Regions from separate parts of the Anser cygnoides genome. Here region 2 is linked to region 1. Evidence: chromatin contacts called from public Hi-C data. All regions are on one chromosome and are shown on one strand. Each heading gives the region's core, a stretch centred on a gene start, on an enhancer-like site or on the middle of the called end of the contact. The rest is flanking DNA. Distances are from core to core; before and after follow the strand shown. Region 1 has its middle 21 kb from the start of SOX9. Region 2 has its middle 180 kb from the start of SOX9.

Region 1 (2,898 bases), core at 273-2,772:
TGTGCACGGGAGGCATCCAGGCTCCCCTGGGCCAGCTCGGGAGCCCAAAGCCACCCGGCGTGGTGCTCAGCTGGGTAAGAGCACGGTTAATTCCCTCGTTGCTGCTGGCTTCTCCTTACCCGTGCCGTCAAGCATGGTGACGCAAGGCGGGCAGAGCGGGCTTGGAACAAAGCTAAACAGGTGCAGGAGATTAACGTCCCGGCCGATCCTTTTGTTCACGTGAAACAATTTCAGGCTCTCAGTAATGAAGTCCAGAATCGGGCTGTTCATCTCCCTGCGGCAGAAAGGAAACCCTAACGGCGTTCCCCGGATCAGGCCCGTTGATTGCCAAAGCCACCCCTGCCGGCACAGCCCTACCCGCAGCGGTGCCGTGGCTCGGGGCGTCTGCTCCAGGGCAGCCAGAAGTGCCACCAGCATCGTCCTGAGGGCTTAACTGCTCACCTACAGCACCCCTGCCAGGCCCCTGGGGAAAGTGCCCGTCCGTGGCCCAGCGTTTCTGGCCCATCGCATGTGCTCAGGAGAGCCAGAAACGTGCTGTGACCCACAGACCTCGGCTGCCACAGTTTCTTCTTTTTTCCCCCCTCAGTGCTCCCAGTAATCCACATCACTTCACGAGTCCCAGGCTTTCCATCTCACGGTGCAGAGCACGGAGGTGGGGACTGAGGAGGGAAGAGCCCAAAAGGGAGCAAGTGGGAAAGGCAGAGCCCAAAGCGCTGTGTGGGCAGGGGGCACAACGCCGGGCAACTGCCCAACCCCACCAGGCAGCGCCGGGAGCAGCGCGGGTGTGGAATTTTCCTCAGAAATCACAGAGATGTTTGCAACGAGTTTTTCACCCGGGTCTGTTGCTAGACAGAGCCAACTTCCATCCTATCCCAGTTGCATAATGTAATTAATAGTAATATAAGCTCTGCTGTTATGCAAGAAAATTGGGGGCACTTTCTGTTCCAGTTTCAGCTCACCACAATCACTGTTCGTGCATCAGCCTGAACGCTGCTTCCTCGCGCTGCACCCAGCGTAACCTCATTAAGCAAAAGCATAAAGTCTGTGTTATTTATTTATTCCACATGATAAAACCAGGATATTACTCACTGTGATAACACGGGTTAATTTTCAGTGAAGCCTCTCTTGGCAAACTTTTAATACAATGAATAACACACCTATCAGATCCGAGATAAACGGCTGTCATATCGTAACCTCATTTCAGCCTTTGGCCCAGTAACGCTACACTTCAAGGTGCCGTAATTATGTGCTGCTGCTTTTTTTTCTTAATTGATACTCATAAAAAAAAAGAAGGAGGGGGGATAAAATTAAATTAGTTCAATGTTATTTCGCACGAGCTGGGAGCGGGTAGCTGAGCGTGCGACTCTCGGTGCCACTCAAGGACAAGCCTACCTGATCGATAAATGCCGTACGGCTTCTGCTGCTGGGAAAAAGGGCCAGAGGAGCAGCTCTGCCAGAGCCAGAGCCTGTGGCAGGGCATCAGACAGGCAGACTTGCTGGAACAGTGGGGGCAAACTCCGCTTTCAGCTCTCCTCTCTGCTGCTCCTTGTGTTTGAGACTTGAGCAGTGGGGTGGGTGGGGTGGATCCTGTCCCCGGTCTTGAGCGGATCAGCTCCCAGCACAGAGCTGCCCCAGCCTGAGCGAGCAGGGAAACGGCCACGTGAGTCAAGGGCAACGGGGTTATTTTAAAATTAGAAGAGGATTTGAGTAAGCTATTCCATGAGCGTGTTCTGCAAGCCTACCTTTTTCTTTTTTCATGCCTAGAACAGCAGCGCCGTACAAACCTACGCAAGAGATGGCACGAAGCAGGCTATTAAAGCAGGGAAGCCTTCCCGAGGTGTCAGAGCCATGATAAGTCCTGTTTAAACTTTACCTAGAGCTGAACACCAAGTGTCAACACGAGGTGCTGCCCAAAGTCTCTGATCAGGCCAGGCAAACATCCAATCAGGAGGATAAATCAAAGCCCGGGCACATCCAGGTGAGGCGGCGCTGTTTAACTCCATAATTCCCATCGGAGCAGGGCTTTCCCAGCAGGTTACCCGCAGCCAGGTCGCTCCCCAGACATTTATTTATATAAGAAACCCGTCTGTGTGCATTATTTTTGTGTTTATTTTCCCCGGTAGGCACAGACACAAAGGCAGTGCCGGGCAGGGTACAGGCTGTCCCAGCAGCATCCGCGGGCGCTGCTGATATTGGACCTGGTGTTTGCTTTTCCTCCCGCCCCGGCTCCCTAACAGCAGCCCTGGGAAGCGGCTGTCAGCCAGCCCAGAAATGCAAACAGCGGGAGGGGAAGGCACGATCCCACCTCAGCCAGCGGGAACGGGGACGGAGGGGCTCACAAAGGGGGGCGGTGGGCTCCTTCCATGTCACCTCCGCTAATTTGGGGATTATAATCCCCATGTGAAGGGGCATGGCGGGGAAGCACTCCTCCTTCGGGAACTCTTACAAAAAAAAATAAAAAAATCCCACCTTCTTCAGCCACCATCACATCCTACCGTCACCGACAAGACCAGACATCCACTGCCCAGGACGACACGACATTTTGGCTGACAATAAATGCAATCGGGAGCAGTTTTTGAGCTGACAGCATCCCACCGCAGCCCTCAGTCCCTGCTCTGGCACGTGCCCCTGTGTCAGCATCCATATCCATTCCGCTGTGAACACATTCGGGGCTGGCAGTCTGTGTGCTGGGCTCACCGAGCTTCGGATCAGGCCTTTGAGTGATGTAAGTCATAATTAAAAACCCATGTCAATATTCTAAGAATTCTTTTTTCCCCAGATTGGGCAAAAGAAAGGTTAAAAAACACCATCTGTCATGGTGATTTTTTTCCCTATTTCTCCTTCCTTTCCCTCGTTAAAGGGAAGCGGGCAGGGGAGAATGTTCATTTGAAGCTTGCA
Region 2 (2,898 bases), core at 103-2,602, 160 kb before region 1:
TTGACAAAAGTGAGCAAAATTGATACATATCTTTGAAACATTTGAATTTCACAGCAGAAGGCTGCAACACTGGAAAAATATCAATCAGCTCTGCACGAAAGATCACGTTGCGATTGTGGAGGAGAAGCTAGGGAGAGGCCTTTGGGTGATTCACGTTCCTCCTGTTTCTCCCCTGACTTTGCGTTGGGCCAAAATAAGCTTCAAGGGCACAATCACCTTTTGGGCTGAGTAGTTTGGCAGGTAAACCATATTCCACAGACATCGGGGGTACACACAGCTGAGCCGAAGTGGAGCCCATGCTCAGCTCTGCACAAGAGAGGTTGATTGTTTTGGCCTCTTTCCTTTGCTCTAGGGTAAAATAGAGGCACCCTTCTTGGGATATTATTGGTGCGAAATCGTAAGTTACAGTTTTATTACCAGTTGCTGTGTGCGTGTGTGAGGGAGAGAGAGGAGGAGGTGGCGGGTATAGGAGAACATAACCACTCTTTTGTAACTGTGAATCCATTCTTTTTTTTTTTTTTCTTCTTTGCAAAACACAGGTTTAGTTTTAGGTAGACAAAAATAGAATTTGCCTTTCCAAATTATGTTAAACATCAACATAGTGTGACAATCATTTTTTAAATCCTGCTTTTCTACAAAATAGTTGACTCCTTCGATTTGCATTGCTGAAAAAATAATATAAAAAAAAAAAAGAAATAGGTGGCCTATGTGGATTTATGAAATGTTCACTTTATATCCTACAAAAATTTCAATTTTATGTTGCAGATTTTACGTGCAGCATTTTCAAATGCTGTGTAAAACCTGGCTGTAAATGGTCACAGTTAAAATGTAATTGATTTATTCCAGAGAATAATTTGGCCTAGAAACTGAGGCATAATCTAGCTTGTAGATCGGCTGAACAATGGGAAGGTCTTGGCACCAGAGATAAAATCTGACTTACTAGCACTTATCGTGGAGCCCAGTGCTATATGGGACTCCTGTCCAGCCCCGTGAAGAAGAATGCAAGCAGAAAAGCTGCTAAGGATGAAAGAGGGGCAGAGGATGGTATTGGAGATGATTTTCCTAAACAGAAAAAAGCTGGTCATGAGTCCCATAAATAAATAAATAAATAAATAAAGATTAACTAAATCGACAATAAAATAATTGTGGAGGAGAATGGCAGAATGGCAGAATTTATAATATCCTTCCTCTGCATTTGATATCATATTCAGTGTAGTTCAGTGGCATGACAGGACATCTTCCCTGGTTCCCTACCTGGACAGTTTATTAGATGACAAAGTTATTCATAAATTTAACAAGAACACTTCTACTATTTGGGCAACGTTACACCCAGACAAGGACAAACTGAGGAGCCTTCTGCCCTTATGGTCCCTGAAAGCACTGGCAAATTGTTTTAGACCACCTAACGTATTGATCTACAGCAGCCACGTTTCCCACGTCAAACATCTCCGTGTGTTTCATTGCTTTACAGATTTAGAGGACCCCCAGTCTGTGTTGAGTTGTAAAGTTCTGTTCAATTGCTTGGTTTGCTTCCAGTGAAACAGGCTGGAAAAAATTGGATCTGAAATCAAGGTTGTTGGGGAAAATAGTATTTTTCCCATTAGCTCCAGGATGTTTTCATTGATTGTTTTGCACAGGGCATTGATTTGTTGGCTTTTCCAGTGCCAGAAGCTTCAGCTGGTACATTGAGTCCAAAAGGCCAGCTTTCAGCAACTGGCAGATTTTTCTGCTCAACTCAGCAGAATCAGAGCAATGTGTTCTTGGAGGCAGGATCACGACTAGACTGTCATTGAAATGACCTGCATATATTGTTCGAGCATATTTGCAAGATAGGAGTTCACCTTAGGTACCATGGGGGGTAGTGAGGATGGGTTTTTTTCACTCTTGCATAGGTAAGGTCGTCCAGTTGTCTTAATTCCAGCAAGGATGCTGTTTGGAAACGAGAGGCGGGGGTGGCCTTGTGACTATCTCTGTTACAGACAAAGTGCAGGGTGACTTCTTTGCTCCTCGAAGAGACACTCTATATAAGTTCTAAATTTAGCAGACATTAAAGTTCTGTTGGTATTTTTGTAAAATGATTGTTAGAGTATTTTGTAACTTCTGTTCCCCTCTGGCTGGGATTCGAGAAACCTCTCCCTCCCACCCCCTCCCCAACTCCTTGACAGCAATCGCTAGTTGTAAAATAATAGACCATCAGCCAGCAATAATTTGCAATCCAAACAGACTTGACGCTCTCTGACATTTATTGAAACCTCAGACCCTGTTCGCTGGTTTCAGTTTTCCTCCCTTTGCTCTGTTTTTACAGACAGACAAGTGCTTAGATTTGGGTTTAATAATGAGGAGAAATTTCGTCTTGGCCCAGCTTTGCTTGTGTTGGCTGCGGCGGGGGCTTGCAGCAGACGGGCGGTTGGAGTTAATTACGCTAAATGGTGAGAACATTATTTGACCCCACTGGTTCGGCACCAGATGTTGTACGTTGCCTCTGAGAAACCAGCACAGACGTAACGCTTTCAAGGCTGGATGGGGAAGGATAACATACTTGGAGCTTAGTCATTTTTTGCAGCGTTAACTATCCCAGGATAAGCCTGTGACAAACAAAGCACTGCGCCTTATTAGCTACAGATGACAACGTTCAGCTTGAGCCACTTGGGGCAAATTAGGGTATCACTGTATTCTTGGAAGTGAATGCATCAAAAGCCAGAAGAAAAAAAAAATAGAAAAGAAAAAAGAAACAGAGAAAGAAAAGAAATCCTTTTGCTAACTGTACAGTTAACGTTCTGCCAGCACAAGGTATCAACTTTGGTAAATCCTTCCTGGAAAGTGAACTTTACATTTATGGGCCAGACATGATGGAATTTAATGTTTGAAAATGATTAAAGGATTTTGTTCTTTCCTAGT

The links. A called contact is a pair of places that touch in the nucleus more often than the background predicts.
Region 2: a Hi-C map of liver shows a contact between it and region 1, with 3 times the contacts expected there. The contact joins two enhancer-like sites. A contact is called at or near these places in 2 of 7 Hi-C or Micro-C datasets (both in liver).

What each region holds. Positions count from the first base shown.
Region 1 is chr19:11,365,004-11,367,901 of Taihu_goose_T2T_genome, forward strand. No RefSeq gene overlaps it. Among named protein-coding and RNA genes, the nearest start is that of SOX9, 21 kb to the right of the region's middle. Within about 2 kb of position 1,523, at least 2 of the 3 cell types and tissues checked have open chromatin away from gene starts, as enhancers often do. A contact at or near this core is called in liver, where this site is marked.
Region 2 is chr19:11,203,274-11,206,171 of Taihu_goose_T2T_genome, forward strand. No RefSeq gene overlaps it. Among named protein-coding and RNA genes, the nearest start is that of SOX9, 180 kb to the right of the region's middle. Within about 2 kb of position 1,353, at least 1 of the 3 cell types and tissues checked has open chromatin away from gene starts, as enhancers often do. A contact at or near this core is called in liver, where this site is marked.